Linked DNA regions of Mus musculus: all the other regions are linked to region 1. The links are chromatin contacts, called in public HiChIP or PLAC-seq and promoter capture Hi-C maps. All regions are on one chromosome and are shown on one strand. Each heading gives the region's core, a stretch centred on a gene start, on an enhancer-like site or on the middle of the called end of the contact. The rest is flanking DNA. Distances are from core to core; before and after follow the strand shown. Region 1 holds the start of Mroh5 (maestro heat-like repeat family member 5). Region 2 holds the start of 4933427E11Rik (RIKEN cDNA 4933427E11 gene). Region 3 has its middle 14 kb from the start of Arc. Region 4 overlaps Gm32168 (predicted gene, 32168).

Region 1 (3,448 bases), core at 383-2,882:
GCTGCTGCTCCTGCTGCTGCTCCTGCTGCTGCTCCTGCTGCTGCTCCTGCTGCTCCTGCTGCTCCTGCTCCTCCTGCTCCTCCTGCTCCTCCTGCTCCTGCTCCTCCTCCTGCTCCTCCTCCTGCTCCTCCTCCTGCTCCTCCTCCTGCTCCTCCTGCTCCTGCTCCTGCTGCTGCTCCTGCTGCTGCTCCTGCTCCTGCTCCTGCTCCTGCTCCTGCTCTGCTCCTGCTGCTCCTCCTGCTCCTGCTCCTCCTGCTCCTCCTGCTCCTGCTCCTGCTCCTCCTCTTCCTCCTGCTCCTGCTCCTGCTCCTCCTGCTCCTCCTCCTGCTCCTCCTCCTGCTCCTGCTCCTCCTCCTGCTCCTCCTCCTGCTCCTGCTCCTCCTGCTCCTCCTGCTGCTCCTGCTCCTCCTGCTCCTCCTTCTTCTCTTCCTGCTCCTCCTGCTCCTCCTCCTCCTCTCCCTCCTCCTCCTGCTCCTTCTCCTCTTCCCCCTCTTTCTTCCCTCTCCTGTCCCTGCTTCTCCACCACATCCCCTAAAGTGAACATTCCATCTAAGTTGTTCTGCCAAGACTTGGAATTTTTTTTTCCTCCCAGCACTGGGAAATTATAAATAACTCCTGTATTAGAAGAAACAAACAAAAACAGAAGCAAAATCTCAAGTCCAGATGCTCTTGTGTGGAAACGGGCCTCCAGCCCACAGGCTCCTCTACACCAGGAACCCAAAGGTCCCCCACCCCCCAAATCAGGATGGAGCCTGGCCCTTTCACTAAAGGCCACTCAGCCTTACTGCTTGATATCACACGATGTAGAGATGTCACCAGGGCTAGGCAGTCCTTCCTTGCTGCCCACACAGACTTCTGCCTAAAATTTTCGACCTAGATAGGGACAAGCTGGAAGCCCAGGTCACATGTGCCATATTCCAGGAAATCCTCTCGGATTTTCAAGGGAGTAGACAGGATCCTTCTGGGAGGGGACAGAGAAGAAGGCAGGCTGGAGACTGTCAGAACTCCTTCCTGACACTGCCTCTCTCATATTTTCCATGCTTACACTCTACCCTTGTGCATCCCTAGCGACTGTCATAGAAACCTGAGACGCGGTGGCCCTTGGAGTGAGACACAAGGACAGCCAGCATCCAGCTACTCCTTGGAGGCCAAGCAGTCCACACCAGATGAGATCGTGTAACTTCCCATCCTAGAGCTGAGCAAGAATGACAACTGGGGGATGAAGTCCTGACCTCCCACCTTCCCCAGGATCATCTCATCCTCACAGCCTGCCGGAGTCACCTTTTCCACCTGACTCTCAGACTCACTAGGCGGTTGAGAAGGTGCAGGCATCGTGTCCCGCGTCCCCTCCCCGGCTTCCCTGGTTCACGGTACAGGGCGAGGCCAGACGCGGGAACGGGAGAAGCAGAGGCTTTATTCACTGTCACGGGGAAGGGCGCGCCAAGCAGGACGGCCAGCTTCGGGAGGGAAGGCGGCGGCGGCGGGCGCCAGCAGCACCAAGCCGGGTGGCCTGCCAGCGCCGGCGTAGCTCAGCGCCAGGCGCTCCAGGCGCCGCTTGCGCTCGGCCGCCTGCGCCGTGGCGTGCAGGGGTCGCAGCAGCGCTGGGGGAGGCGCGCCGGGGCCGCGCAGCAGGAAGTCGAAGCCCGCGCGGTCCCGCGGGTCGTAGAAGAGCGGCCCGGTGGCCGGGTCCGGGCCTGGCGGCCAGGCGAACGGGAAAGGCAGCGTGAAGTCCTCGGTGAGCACGCGGATAGCGAAGTCGTCCTCTTTGCCCAAAGCGCGGTAGGCGCGCCCGATGCCGCGGAAATGCGCCTCCCAAAGCTGCGCGTCGCCGCCGTAGATGTCGGGGAAGCGCGGTGCGGGGGGTGCAGCCGGTCCTGCGGCGGGCGCGACAGTCAGCGGGGGCTGGGGGGGGGACACGCTTGTCCCCGGCGCGGGGAGGCTGGGGTCATGGAAGGAGAGGCCACTGGGCCAGAAGAAACAGGTGGGGACCACTGGGGAGTGAGAAATGAGCCCCTTCTCAACACCTAAGGGGGACCTGCCTCCATCCCTGACCTCTCTCCTACCTCCTGTCACCTCTCCCTGCAAAGGGGAAGTTGTCCACTGTCCTGAGGAACAGCATCAGCAGGCTGTGAAGGCCTGCAAGGTCCCGAGAGTATGAAAAAGTCAGGCTGCTGGGCAGAAAGTTCAAGATGGGGAGGAAGCGAGTTAGCCAGGAGGCTCAGATAGTAGGATTCACCCAGCAGGTGGCGGCAAGCAGCCGTTAGGGCAGGAGGATCAACAAAATCCAAGCTGACTACTGTGAATATGCAGACTGTGGGCCTGGCCTGGGGTCTTCAGCTTGGTTCCCATGAGGAGGAAGCAAGGGTAAGGAGAGTGGAGCTCTCACGGGGAGATACGGGGTGCAGGGACTTGGCATGGCAGCAGATGCTGGTCCCCTGGATGGGGACCAGTCCCAGTTTCAGGCTAGAAAATATGTGGGCTCCCACAATGCAATTGGGGTCAACATTCCATATTTGCTACAGGCAAAGGTCTAAGGATAGGAAAACCATGCTGTAGGGCTGCAATAAACCCCCACAGTGCCGCACCCATGCCGAGGGGCCTCTGTTACTATTCTTACTTAGTGCACTTACTGAGCACCTGCTGTGTGCAATCAGGCTCTGGACTAGGTACTGCCTGTAGCCATGAGCCAGACAGCAAAGCCTGTTCTTCCACCTCCGTAGATAAACAAATGCCTTCTTGAGTCAGAACCTTGAGCAGGATGAGGGGTGTTATGCCAGGAGGAGAGATGAACTGGAGGTGACCCACCTAGCCCAGTGGGGAGAGCCAGACCTGCAGATGGTTTGAGATGCACAGGCAGGACCTGCAAGGGTCACACCCTCAATCTACAGCTCAGAGGACCAGTGAACCCTGCCCCAATCCCTGCAGCCTATCCTGTCTCCCTGGCTGCCTTCGAAGTCTCTGTCTTACTCCTCAGTACCAGGATCGGGTGAAGCCACAGAAGGGGCTGTGGGAATTCCTCTGAGGTGCTGGTAGAGACAAGTTTTGGAGGAGAGAGGGCTGCAGTGGGTCGTGGGAGAGGGGACAGTGACAGCCCTGGGCATGGGCAGGATGGTTTTATCAGCCTGCCATTGTTCCAGGTGAGTATAGTTACAGAGGTACAGTACAGAGGGCAGTGGTAGCTGCCTCTGGTCTGGGTGAAGCCGCTGTCGCCAGGACAGCAGTGAGAAGAGCCCTGCTGTCTGAAGATGTCTTAAAGCTAGTTAGTGTGGAGACGTGGAGTGGGAGCGCTGTGGAGGAGGGAAACCTCTGGCCACCACTTGCTAGAGAAGGGCAAAGATGAAAGAGAAGCAACTGAGGTCAGAGGGTGGAGAGTTTGATTTGGGATGGGTTGGGTTGAAGCCTTCAGATAGACCCATGGAGAACATAGCTGGCTGGAGACAGACCTGGG
Region 2 (3,448 bases), core at 317-2,816, 870 kb before region 1:
CCAGGGCAGGGTTTTGGCTCACAGTGCAGCAGCAGTAGCTGACAATAATGTATGGTCAGAACAATAGGAACAAGGAACAGGCAACAGATAGCCTGTCCAGAGTTCAGGGGGGTGGAGGGAAGGAGGGAATCCAAAAAAATAGATTCTGGGGGCAAGGCCAATCAGATGTGGTGGAATGGGTGTGGGGCATGAGGAAGAGTTCAGGGTGAGTGGGATGGTGGAACTGCCAGGAAAAACCATGGGTAGCACCAGGCCAATCACAAGGCTCCCATCTTCATTTCAGAAACACTGTGTTCAAGGTGCATGTTATGTCCAGGTCCTGGGAAGAGACAGAAGTTTCGACATCAGAGAGGAGATTCTGGAAGGAGACATGGATTTGGGAGCCACCCAGCCTTCCTTGGTATTATTAAAAATCTTGTACTGGAGATCCCTGGGGAATTTGAATGGAGAGAGCAAGAGATTTAACAAGAGAGGGTGGGGAAGAACAGGCAGACGGGTCCTGGGTACTCAGGCAAGGGTGTGAATTAAGGAGGAACAAGTTTCCACAATCTGTGTTTCTATGGAGCTGTGACTAATCACCCCCGTGTGGAGGTCCCAAAACAACACAATTATGTTTTCTCCCACTTCTGAGGACCCAGGGTACTGAGATCAGGGTGCCAACAGGTCTGTAGTCCGAAGTTTCCCCGCCTTTTGGAGCTCCTGTAAACCACTTGCACTTCTTGAATGGTAGTCTTCCTCCATCTTCAAAGCACAAGGCTCAGGCTCTGTTGTCAGTTCATAGCCTTCCTTTGGAGTGTCTTCTCTCACTCGATCCTTTAACAACGAACCGTTGTGCTTACAGACAATCAGAATAAACTTTATACTTCGACGACTTTCTTTTGGTTATGCCTGCCAAGTTCCTTTCAGCTCTTGAACTCGCAGGTTCAGGGATCTAGAGACTGGGCACCCACACAACTGATCGAATTCAGGTATGTTCAACATACAAAATGGTTCATTTCATCTCAATGCCTCTCAAAGCCTCTACGCTATATACTACGATTCAAATCTCATCATCAGCATCGTCTAAATTGGACACGTTTTGAATCCTAGCTAAAAGAAGGGTCCACAAGGATGGAAAGGGGGTCCTGGCAACCGGCGGGCCTTGGGTACCTCCCACCGCAAGGTGGCGTTGGACCCAGCCTTCCGTCCGTGCTCTCCGGGCCATGGCTCCCAGGATCGGACGCTCCGCTCGAAGATTCCGTTCCTCAGGAAACGCGAAGCGCCCTGTGGCTTTTGTTGTTCTACCGGAGGCTGAGCCGCTGGGCCCGGACCGCTTCCTTGCTTGGTCGCCCCTTAGCGACCTAGACACCACCGAGACAGAAGTCTCCCGGTGGTCTAGAGCGTCCCCCGGAAGTGGGTCGGGGAAGGCCGAGAAGAGCGGGCCGGTGGAGAGCTGCGTGGCTGGCGTTTCCGGCCGGTAGCGGCGGCACGGGGTCCGCAGGTGAGTGGGGCTGGGCCGTGCGGGGCTGGGCCGCCGCCTCCGCCGACTGACTTGGAGGCTCATCCCAGAGCCGGACGATCATCGTTGTTTCTGCGCTCGGGAATCGAGTCGCATTCGGGACTCGAGCATCCCTTCTCAGGTCCCCTCGGCTCCCAGGCGCTTCACCAGTCCGCAGACCGGGCAAGCTCGGTTATTCCTGGCTCTCCCCGGACCCCTTCATTCGTTTCTTGCCTGTGTTTTGAGTTTTTTGTTTTTTGTTTTTTTTCCCCCGTGTGTCGTCTGGGCTGCAGCTAGGTTGCAGGCTGTTTCTTCCATCCATTCCCCAGACGTCTCAGGACCTGCGGGAAGAAATTTGCCTCTCCTCTTAGGAGCTTCTCCCACTTTATACTCCCGCTCCAGAAAAGGTCCTTTAAGCTTCTGTTCAAGTGGTCCTTGGTTATCAGTGTTCCCTTGGAACAGTTCTTCCCAAGGTAGAAGCCTCCTGGATCTCTGCAGTCACGTTTAAGAGGTTCTAAGAGTGGTACCAAATTCAAATTTCCTCTTTCCCCTTTCCCCCTACATTAGCACTTACTGGGTAGCCCAGGCTGGCACTGTACTCAAAGCCATTCTGCCTCAGTCTCTCAAGTGCTGAGATGGTAGGCTTGGACCACTACATGGAGCTTGGCAAAAATTTCATTTCTGAAGTGGGTGTCTTCAGTCACTAAACCACTCTCAACACATCTGCAGGGCAGGCACTAAGCCATCATAAGTTGAGCCTCCCGGTAGCCTAAGTTGCTGAGGAATTCCTCGGCTGCCTGGGTTAAACATTACCCCTGAGAGTAGACTCTGGCCTTGATTTCCCTCTGCTCCACAGTGAAGTGCCCACAACAAATACTGTGTGCCAGTGGTATGCACACTATCCTCGATCTAACTAGCAGAGGAGAGCCTTGGGGACCAGCACTGAGTTCTGCAGACCAGGAGACTGACTTAAGGGAATAGAGTTACACAGCTGGCCGGTGGCAAGCTGTATTCCCTGCCTATCTTTGGAACTTCATTTGAATAAATGACTCGTGTGTCTTATGTTGTGGTCTGGGGTGCACTTTTATACTGCTTGTGGAAGTAACTCTGTGGCCTTCTGACTTATCGAATGCTCGATTGGGAGGAGCATTCCAGATAAGATTTACAGGGAGAGAGAAGGCGTTAGTTATGCATTGTGACTCTTAGCCTTTTCTGAACATTTCTAAAGGTTGCTGGTGCTGCTTACTGTGTCGTCTGAAAGGAAGGGCTGGTTAACACACACACACATACACACACACAGGCCAAATGGCACTGATGTTTAAAATCTAAGCATATCTTGAGTGCTTGCTCTTAGTAACATTTTTCTTTCTCCTCTGCTTTTCTAGTTCCTGGAGTGTATGGGTTAAGCAACGTTGTGAATCCTCACAAGGAGTATCTCCAGCTTAGGGCCATCAAATCTTCATTAGCCTGAAACCTGGACACAGTTGAAGGGGAAAGCTGCCACATTGTGACATCTGTGTGGAGGCCGTAGGCTCCAGGTGCACCCCAGCAGTCCAGGGTAGCTCTCCTGTCTCCTCCCCTGAAGAGAACAGCACTACCAGGATCTGAGGCCTAAGTATGCTAGAGTCCTGATACTGAAGGCAAACTAAGGCAAGAGACTGCTGTAGACAGGGTAGAGTCAAGAATGAACTTGACTTAAGCCTGGGATCAGTTCCTGGGGCAGGTAGAGAAGAGAGGGAGAAACCGTGGCCCCAAGAGCCAGAGAGAAACATAACCAAGTAAGGACAGGGGCAGCCTGGCTCCGGCTGCTTCCTCATGGCCTCCAAGCAGGCTGCAGCCAAGGGCAAGGGGGAGAAGCGGAAGCGAGTGGTGCTAACCCTGAAGGAAAAGATTGACATCTGCACCCGGCTGGAGCGTGGGGAGAGTAGGAAGGCTCTGATGCAGGAGTATAATGTGGGCATGTCTACTCTG
Region 3 (3,448 bases), core at 273-2,772, 820 kb before region 1:
TCCCTCTTCACTGTGGCCACAAAGCCCCTCAGTGTCCTTACCTGTCAATAAGGCCATGATGGTGTCAGGTCCTGTGACTGCTGCTGCTGGGCTGACATACAGGTCAGAGAGAGGCATCGCGCATGTGGACAGCACTTCGTGGACTGCCTTGGGGAGATGTTAGAGAGCACTGGCTATGGCTGTTCTGGAGCATACTGGACAGCAAGGGACACCACTTGTGTCCTATTTAGAGTGAGCCCCAGGACACAGCTGGGATCCCAGAGACTGGTCACATGCCCTGAACCTGGGGGTTTGGGTCTGCAAGAGCGGCACATGAGCCTGCAATAGGAAGGAGACAGGACAGAGCTGCTTATCAGACTGCAGCCTCAGTGATGGAAGCTGATCTCTTGGCTGCTCCCAGCTGCTCAGTTTTGAAGCTGTTGCTCTTTATTTACCTTCTCTGTGTCTCCACCTCTGCCCCTCCCCCACCCTCTAAGGCATTGCTATGGGAACCAAGCGAGAGTAACCACAGTATTCCTGTTGGATAGGCTTCAGACCCTGGCAGGTGTGTGTGTGTGTGTGTGTGTGTGTGTGTGTGTGTGTGTGCACATGTGTGCATTTATACATAGATTGGGAGATTTGGGTTGAAGAAAGGTCCCTGGGAGATCTGTGATTGGAATCATTGGAAGGAGGAATTAGAAATCTCTTGTAAAACATGCATCATTCCCCAGCCAGGATACAAGACCTCACTGTCACCCTCCCTCTCAGACACTCCTCACCATCCTGGGTCCTGGTCACAGACACTTCAGCTCCGGCACTATCTGCCCTACGACTAACCTTGAACTCAGGAATGGACCAGCAAAGCAGAGGGAGGTGCATGTGACCTGACTTGGGACCGCAAGGACGGTTCCTGTGGATCCTCCTGCTCTATGTTGTTCCCCATCTCACAATGCTTGCTCTCGCCCCCTCCCCTCTCTCCTACAGTCTGTGGCCACCTACAGGTGAGTGTAGGGGACCTGGACAGCCAGCACTTTGTGTATGCCTGGAGCAATTCTCCCGCTAACAGCGGCCTACGCCTGTCACTGCTTCCACCCACAGGGAGCTGGGAAGCTCCAAGCCTGGAGTCCCAAAGAGCTGTGTAGGCTGAAGGAGAGCCTCAGGGCTGGGCTTTAAGGCTGCAATCTTCCTTCCCCTGCCTCCCCCAGCTTGGCCAGCTCCAGGGACCACAGACTGTTCCGAGGAAGCTTTCTTCTACCTAAGAATCTTGAGCTCATCAAACTGAGTTCCCAGGGCCAAGCCCAACCTCCTCAGACAGAGCCCCAGGGCAGGTAGGCCAGCAGATAAGCCCAGACAGTCCCTCTTTTCTCTGCTCTCACTGGCCACGGGACTCATCTGGTTAATCTCTGAAATACTTCATACATGGGGAGATATTTTGGACATACTGGGCTATAAAATTACTTTCACTATTCTCATTTCTACCCTGGCTAACAGAAAAATGCTATGTCATGGTGGTAACGCACTGTGCAGCTCTGTCCGTGGTGCTGAGCGGGGTTTTGCTGGCATCCTTATCCAGAAACTGAGCTGGGGCCATAAAGGGGAGCTTTCCTGCGCAATACAAGGGCTGGGAATAACATGGGTGAACCTCAGTGGATGAGGTCCAGGCTTCTCTTCTAGACTCCCTGGGGTTCTGGTGTACTGAGTGGCTCTAGGCGGATGGAATGTTCCACAGGCTCTTATCATGAGCCTCTTCTGCCAGAAATATGGATGGACACATATTGGTCAACAAAGTAGAATTTATTGAATAAGAGTAAATTTTCAGGCTATGTTTGTTTTGTTGACTGTAATTTGCCAAGTAGTCCTGGTTTCCTTTGATGGTTGGTGAAAGCAAACAGGTTCTTTTATTCTCATTAACTCCCAGGTCATACATCAGACTGTGAAACACACACATGTACACATGCATGTACACATGCTACACAGTGACAAGGTTTTATAAAGCCTAAAGCAGTGTTTAAGGAGTTTAAAGATGCCTTGTTGGAGGCAGAGGAAGAGAGCTGATGGAGATGAAGTTGCTAATCCCAAAGATGGGAAGAGAAAGACTACCGACTCAAATTATCATGGGCAAATTAAAGCAAGCAAGTAAGCAAGCAATTAATTCAAGCAAAACTTTTAAATTCATGTCCACTGGTTGCCTCTCCCCAAAGCAGGGTTCAAGAGGTCAGCCTTGGATGTGATTCAGAAGAAAGGGTTTTTATAGCTCAGGGGTAGGAGGTTTCCAAATAGGGGATTTGTTGAGCAAAACAGGTACAGGGTTACAGGAGCAGAACAAGTTAGCCATAACGACCTCCTGAAACAAAACAACATGATTGCAAGGTTGTTGTAACAGGTAGTTATAACAAGGCAGCATTAACAACCCTTTTGAAACAAAGATATGGTTGAAAGATGGATGTTAAGTTCTGAAACAAAGACATGACTGCCATTCCTGCAGCCAGCAGTACAGAGCCATTGGTAGTAAGGTTACAGGTGTAGCAAAGCCTAACCCTGGAGAAACAGAGGTTTGCCATAAGCAGGAATGAACCTACAAAGATGGCTTTTAAGCCTATGAAGGTTCTACACAGTCTCGAGTGGGTTAAGAAAGATGTTAGGAACCCAGATGGTGAACTACAGAGAACTCAGAGCCAAGTGGCAGAGGCAGGCCCTGCAGAACTTCAGAGGTTCAGGGCTATAGAAATGAGGAGCAAGGCATAAGGCGAGGCCTGGATGGATGGACAGCATGTGGAGAGGGTATTGTCAAGCACTGTCCTGGGAATAGTCCAGAATTCTCTGCCTCGTTGGTCTCTCGAGGCCCACACTCGATGGTCAGGTGACCATAGCCACCACAGTATTAGTTATTCTCCTGGGATTTGAAGACCTCAGTGTTCATGTGCCTGACTTAAAATGTCAAGAGGATTCAGTGATGGTCATGATTGTCTGGTATCCCAAGCAACCTCACCAAAGGAGGGACATTCCTTCCATCGTAATCAGTCCAGCCGACTTCCAGTTCCAGTCTGCCCCTCTTTATTCTCTTTGGAGACTAGGGAGAGTAAGGGATCAGTCTTTGGAGATTAAAAGCTCTCACCTCATACAGCTAAATTAAGAATTAAGGCTCGAGGCATGCACTGTCCTTAGTGTAGCTGTCACCTATTTACGGGATTTTCCAGAGACTCGTTATGTCTGATGGTCCCTGGGAATAAGGATATTTGTCTAGTTTCCTCTTTTCCTCCTCCCTCCTCTTCCTTTTTTCTTCTTCTTTATTTTATTTTACTTTTTATTTTATTTTGAGACAAGGTTTCTTTGTAGCCTTGGCTGTCCTGGAACTCAAGCAGAAGACTAGCCTGGCGTCAAACTCAGAGATCCGCCAGCTTCTGTTTCCCTAGTGCTGTGATTAAAGGCATGCTCTACCACTGCCCACCTGACAAGTGTTTCATGAGCT
Region 4 (3,448 bases), core at 303-2,802, 620 kb before region 1:
GTCTCCCTCAGATTTATATTTGGAAGTCACCTTGTGCTTGGGGTGGGCATGTTGGTGACTGCTCTCCCCGGGGCCTCAGCCTCAGGGGTAGGTAGTCTCTTTTCATCCTCTCTTGCCTCTCTGACTACTCTCGGCTTCACCTGGCTCTCTGTGCTCATGATCACGGTAGTGGTCCCACTGCAGCCTCAGTCATGGTAGCCATGGTCTGGAAGTGGGTTTTCTAGAAACCCCTTCCCCCTGTGGCTGTCCAGTTGCACTATTGCTCTTGCTGGTACTGCAGTACTTGGTACTCTTAGTACTTGCTGGTACTCTTCCCACCACCTATGAAGACCTCCTGTATTCTTTCCAGAGGCAGAAGGGCATACCTTGTTCGTGTTGCCTGGTCTCTATGGATAACCTGCTTATCCAGGGATTAGCGTCTGGGACCTGATTGTCAGGGAATCCCATCCTGACAGGGTTACAGCAGTCCTTGTCCCTGCACCCTAGGGACATCTGCTTATGGAGAGTGGAGTGGCTGTGGTACCCACTGTCTGAGAACAGGTTCTCATGATGCTCAGAAAAAGACAGCAGGGCAGCTTCTGTAGCCCTTTGTCTTGTTGGGTTGTGGCCAGCAGGGGAGGAGCCCTCTCTAGCTCTGATCTGCACATCTCCAGTTTACAGAGATGTGGACTTCTGGTCACATCTTTAAGCCTATTTTGTGTAACACCCATGAACTTTCTTTGTATATTCTTTTCCATTTAACAAACAAACAAACAAACAAACAAACAATCCCCCAAACCCCTTTTCTCCTGTTTGCCCAGTATCCATGAGCTCTCACACCACAGCCACCATTTCCTGCTGCCCATGGCTTACGCCGCTCATAGTTACTGTCCGGGAACAGTGCTTGCTGTGCCTGCACTGTGCTTGCTGTACCTGCAGGGCATGTTGTGAGTCGTCCCTCTTGGCTCTCCCCTTTCCCACCGGAATATCTTCTTTTTGTGCTAGCACATTCGTTGTTCCATCTTTTACAGTGACAGCGATGATGTGTTTGGAAGATACTCCTTTTTATTATGTGAGGCATGAATCGATTTTTATTTTTCCACATGGCTGGCCAGATGTCCCAGCACCACTTAGGGAAAGCTCGTCTTTGATCCTGGGTGCTTCGTTTATCTCACGCTGCATTTCCATAGTTGCAGGGACCTATTTTTAGACCCCCCCTATTCCCTGGTCTGTTTGTGTTTTCATGCACAGCATTTTAATTATAGGGACTTTCTAGCATTTTTTAATAACAGCTCCATTGTCATGTCATCCACACACCAAAGGCTCGCCCCTTTCAAATGTACAATTCAGTGGGTTTGGCCTATTCACAGAGTGATGTATCCATGCTATGACTGAGATCTAGGACAGTCTCTGTCCGGGGTGGCCACCCCTCCCTGCTCACCTCCGGCAGGATCCTGGCTGTGTCTTGGGTTTGCATGCTGTGGACATTTCATGCAGGCAGAGTTGTACAGCACCAGGCTGTCGGTGCCTGGCTATGGAATGTGTTCGGGATCCACCCACGCTGTGGCATGTGCCAGGACGCTGCTCCAGGATCTGCTCAAGTCTGCCAGTTCTAGGCCTTTCTGTTTGTTTGGTGTCTTCCTGTATGTTCTCATGCGTTTGTTTTCCCACATGAACTTCCCTGTCAATTTGTCTAGCTCCATAAAGATGCTGTTGGCTCACTCCTTTCGCATGGTGGGAGAATCGGTGTCTTTGAGAAGCAGAGCTGTCGCATCCAAAGTCTAGAGTGTGTCTCTACAGAGCTGTGTCTGTCTGGGGCTCCCTCATAAGCCCCTTTCCAGTCCCCAGTGTCACACCCTCTCAGGTCCACTGCTCTGTTGCTGCTGGAGTTGGCGTTTCTCCGTTTTCTCCTCAACTTGGGAATTTGTGTGTGAATCATTTTCTTTAAGACTCTTCATTTTTATTTATGTGCATGTCTGTGTATCTGTGTGAGTATAGACAGGTCCTGATGGGAGCCAGAAGAGGGTTTTTAATCTCACGGAGCTGGATTTATGGGTGGTTGTGAGTTGTGAAGCGTGGGAGCTGGGCACTGAACTCCAGTAAAGTGTTCTTAACCACTGAGTCATCTCTCCAGTCCCAGCTATTGGTTTCTACATATGAATATCTCATGCCGGTGTTTGGGTTGTGACTGTAGGGTTTCACCCAAACTGTGGAGCTGCTTGCAGAGACGGTTTCATTTTGGCTGTGTGATTCCTTTCTTCCTCATCCCAGTGGCTGACTCTAGCTGGTCCATCCACAGGGAGTTGAACCTTATAGAGAAAATCCATATGTCTGCCCAAGCTTTGGGGGCAGTGCCTGGTGTCTCCTTGTTAAGTGAGATGCTTGTTTAAGGGTGGGCAGGTGTTTATCACCAAAGCCATTTACCAGCAACAAGTATTGGGTTTTGTGAGTATATTTGTAGCACACATATATATGAGGACCCACGAGCTCCCTTGTGTAGGTCCACCAATAAAGGATGCCACATATATGTATTTCCAAGTGCTGAGTCAGCTGTTTATTCCTAGGACATCAAATCCAACCAACGGGGCTTTGAATCTTGTTTCTTAGCATTTAACTTACTATTCTTCCAATGGATATTGGTTTTCTTTTGATTTTTGGACTGTTTCAGTTTTGCACATCATTGTTACATGTGTGTCATAAAAACCGTTAGACCCAGGGTCAGTGAGGTGGCTCAGTAGGCAAAGGGGCTTGCTGCCAACCCTGATGACCTGAGCAATTTTGATCCGTGGGACAGGACTGACTCTTGCAAGTTATCTTCTGTCCACTGTTGGGTGAGTGTCATAGTCTCCTACCCCTATCCCCCAACATGCAAAACAAAGGAAAATGTTTCAAAGGATCTTTTAAAAATAGTTAAGAAAATCCCAAGTAGTCAGAATTCTTCTTCTGTTGCTCGTAGTGGTCTGGATCCATTTTTCAGAGCAAGAGAGAAGCTGGCTGTGTCCCAGTAGCCTTGTCCCGAGGCTCCTTCTCAGGGCAGTTTTGATTTTCCTATCCTTTCCCTAGCAGAAGCTTGGTTTTTCGGCGGGTCCCAGGGTCATCATCCCTTGCCTGATGGAGTCCCACTCTCTGTGACCTTTGTTGGCTCCAGTTCAGGAGTGGGCGGGACCCGGACTCCACATCCTGTGCTGTGCTCTCTTTCGGCTTCTACAGGGCAGCCATACTGTGTTTCTGTTTTGTTTTCATTTTGAGGCAGGGTTTCATGTAACCCAGGCTGGCCTTGAACTTGCTGCGTAGCTAAAAGTGTTCTTGAAAGCTGGTTATTCTGCCTTCATCTCCTGAGTGCTAGGACTGTAGGTGTGGGCCATTTGACCCAATATAACACAGTGCTGGGTACCAAGCCCTGAGCCTGGGCATGCTAAGGAAGCATGCTATCAACTGGGCCCCTCCTAACCCTCTTCCTGTTTTCTTG

Evidence for each region. Promoter capture Hi-C pulls out the DNA fragments that hold promoters and counts their contacts. HiChIP or PLAC-seq counts read pairs in DNA pulled down with a chosen protein or histone mark.
Region 2: a promoter capture Hi-C map of embryonic stem cells shows a contact between it and region 1, with 5 times the contacts expected there. The contact joins the promoter of 4933427E11Rik here to the promoter of Mroh5 in region 1. A contact is called at or near these places in 17 of 39 promoter capture datasets (the 3T3-L1 cell line, the C10 cell line, the HPC-7 cell line and 10 more), 9 of 484 Hi-C or Micro-C datasets (the HL-1 cell line, the N1E-115 cell line, cerebral cortex and 2 more), 3 of 115 datasets of contacts at active chromatin or transcription factors (embryonic stem cells, large pre-B cells and stem cell-derived neural progenitor cells) and 1 of 9 other capture datasets (liver).
Region 3: an H3K27ac HiChIP or PLAC-seq map of embryonic stem cells shows a contact between it and region 1, with 4 times the contacts expected there. The contact joins the enhancer-like site here to the promoter of Mroh5 in region 1. A contact is called at or near these places in 5 of 39 promoter capture datasets (the 3T3-L1 cell line, cranial neural crest, embryonic stem cells and 2 more), 1 of 484 Hi-C or Micro-C datasets (embryonic stem cells) and 4 of 115 datasets of contacts at active chromatin or transcription factors (embryonic basal ganglia and embryonic stem cells).
Region 4: a promoter capture Hi-C map of hippocampal neurons shows a contact between it and region 1, with 11 times the contacts expected there. The contact joins the enhancer-like site here to the promoter of Mroh5 in region 1. A contact is called at or near these places in 14 of 39 promoter capture datasets (3T3-L1-derived adipocytes, the C10 cell line, cranial neural crest and 7 more), 1 of 15 datasets of contacts at CTCF or cohesin (stem cell-derived epiblast-like cells), 3 of 115 datasets of contacts at active chromatin or transcription factors (embryonic basal ganglia, embryonic forebrain and forebrain) and 4 of 9 other capture datasets (adipose tissue, embryonic stem cells, liver and 1 more).

What each region holds. Positions count from the first base shown.
Region 1 is chr15:73,837,855-73,841,302 of GRCm38.p6, reverse strand. It overlaps Mroh5 (maestro heat-like repeat family member 5), which reads left to right and starts at 1,632. Exons shown (of 11, transcript NM_001368162.1): 1 at 1,632-1,735. Gm6569 (predicted gene 6569) reads right to left here. Exons shown (of 4, transcript NM_001374241.1): 4 at 1,395-1,874. The coding sequence ends at 1,414.
Region 2 is chr15:74,707,279-74,710,726 of GRCm38.p6, reverse strand. 4933427E11Rik (RIKEN cDNA 4933427E11 gene) reads right to left here and starts at 1,566. Exons shown (of 1, transcript NR_033197.1): 1 at 353-1,566. Jrk (jerky) reads left to right here and starts at 1,405. Exons shown (of 2, transcript NM_008415.6): 1 at 1,405-1,480; 2 at 2,863-3,448. The coding sequence starts at 3,293.
Region 3 is chr15:74,657,220-74,660,667 of GRCm38.p6, reverse strand. No RefSeq gene overlaps it. Among named protein-coding and RNA genes, the nearest start is that of Arc, 14 kb to the left of the region's middle. Within about 2 kb of position 1,522, at least 58 of the 459 cell types and tissues checked have an H3K27ac peak or open chromatin away from gene starts, as enhancers often do. A contact at or near this core is called in embryonic stem cells, where this site is marked.
Region 4 is chr15:74,457,230-74,460,677 of GRCm38.p6, reverse strand. All of the region lies in intron 2 of Gm32168 (predicted gene, 32168), which reads left to right. Among named protein-coding and RNA genes, the nearest start is that of Gm32168, 29 kb to the left of the region's middle. Within about 2 kb of position 1,552, at least 11 of the 459 cell types and tissues checked have an H3K27ac peak or open chromatin away from gene starts, as enhancers often do. A contact at or near this core is called in hippocampal neurons, where this site is marked.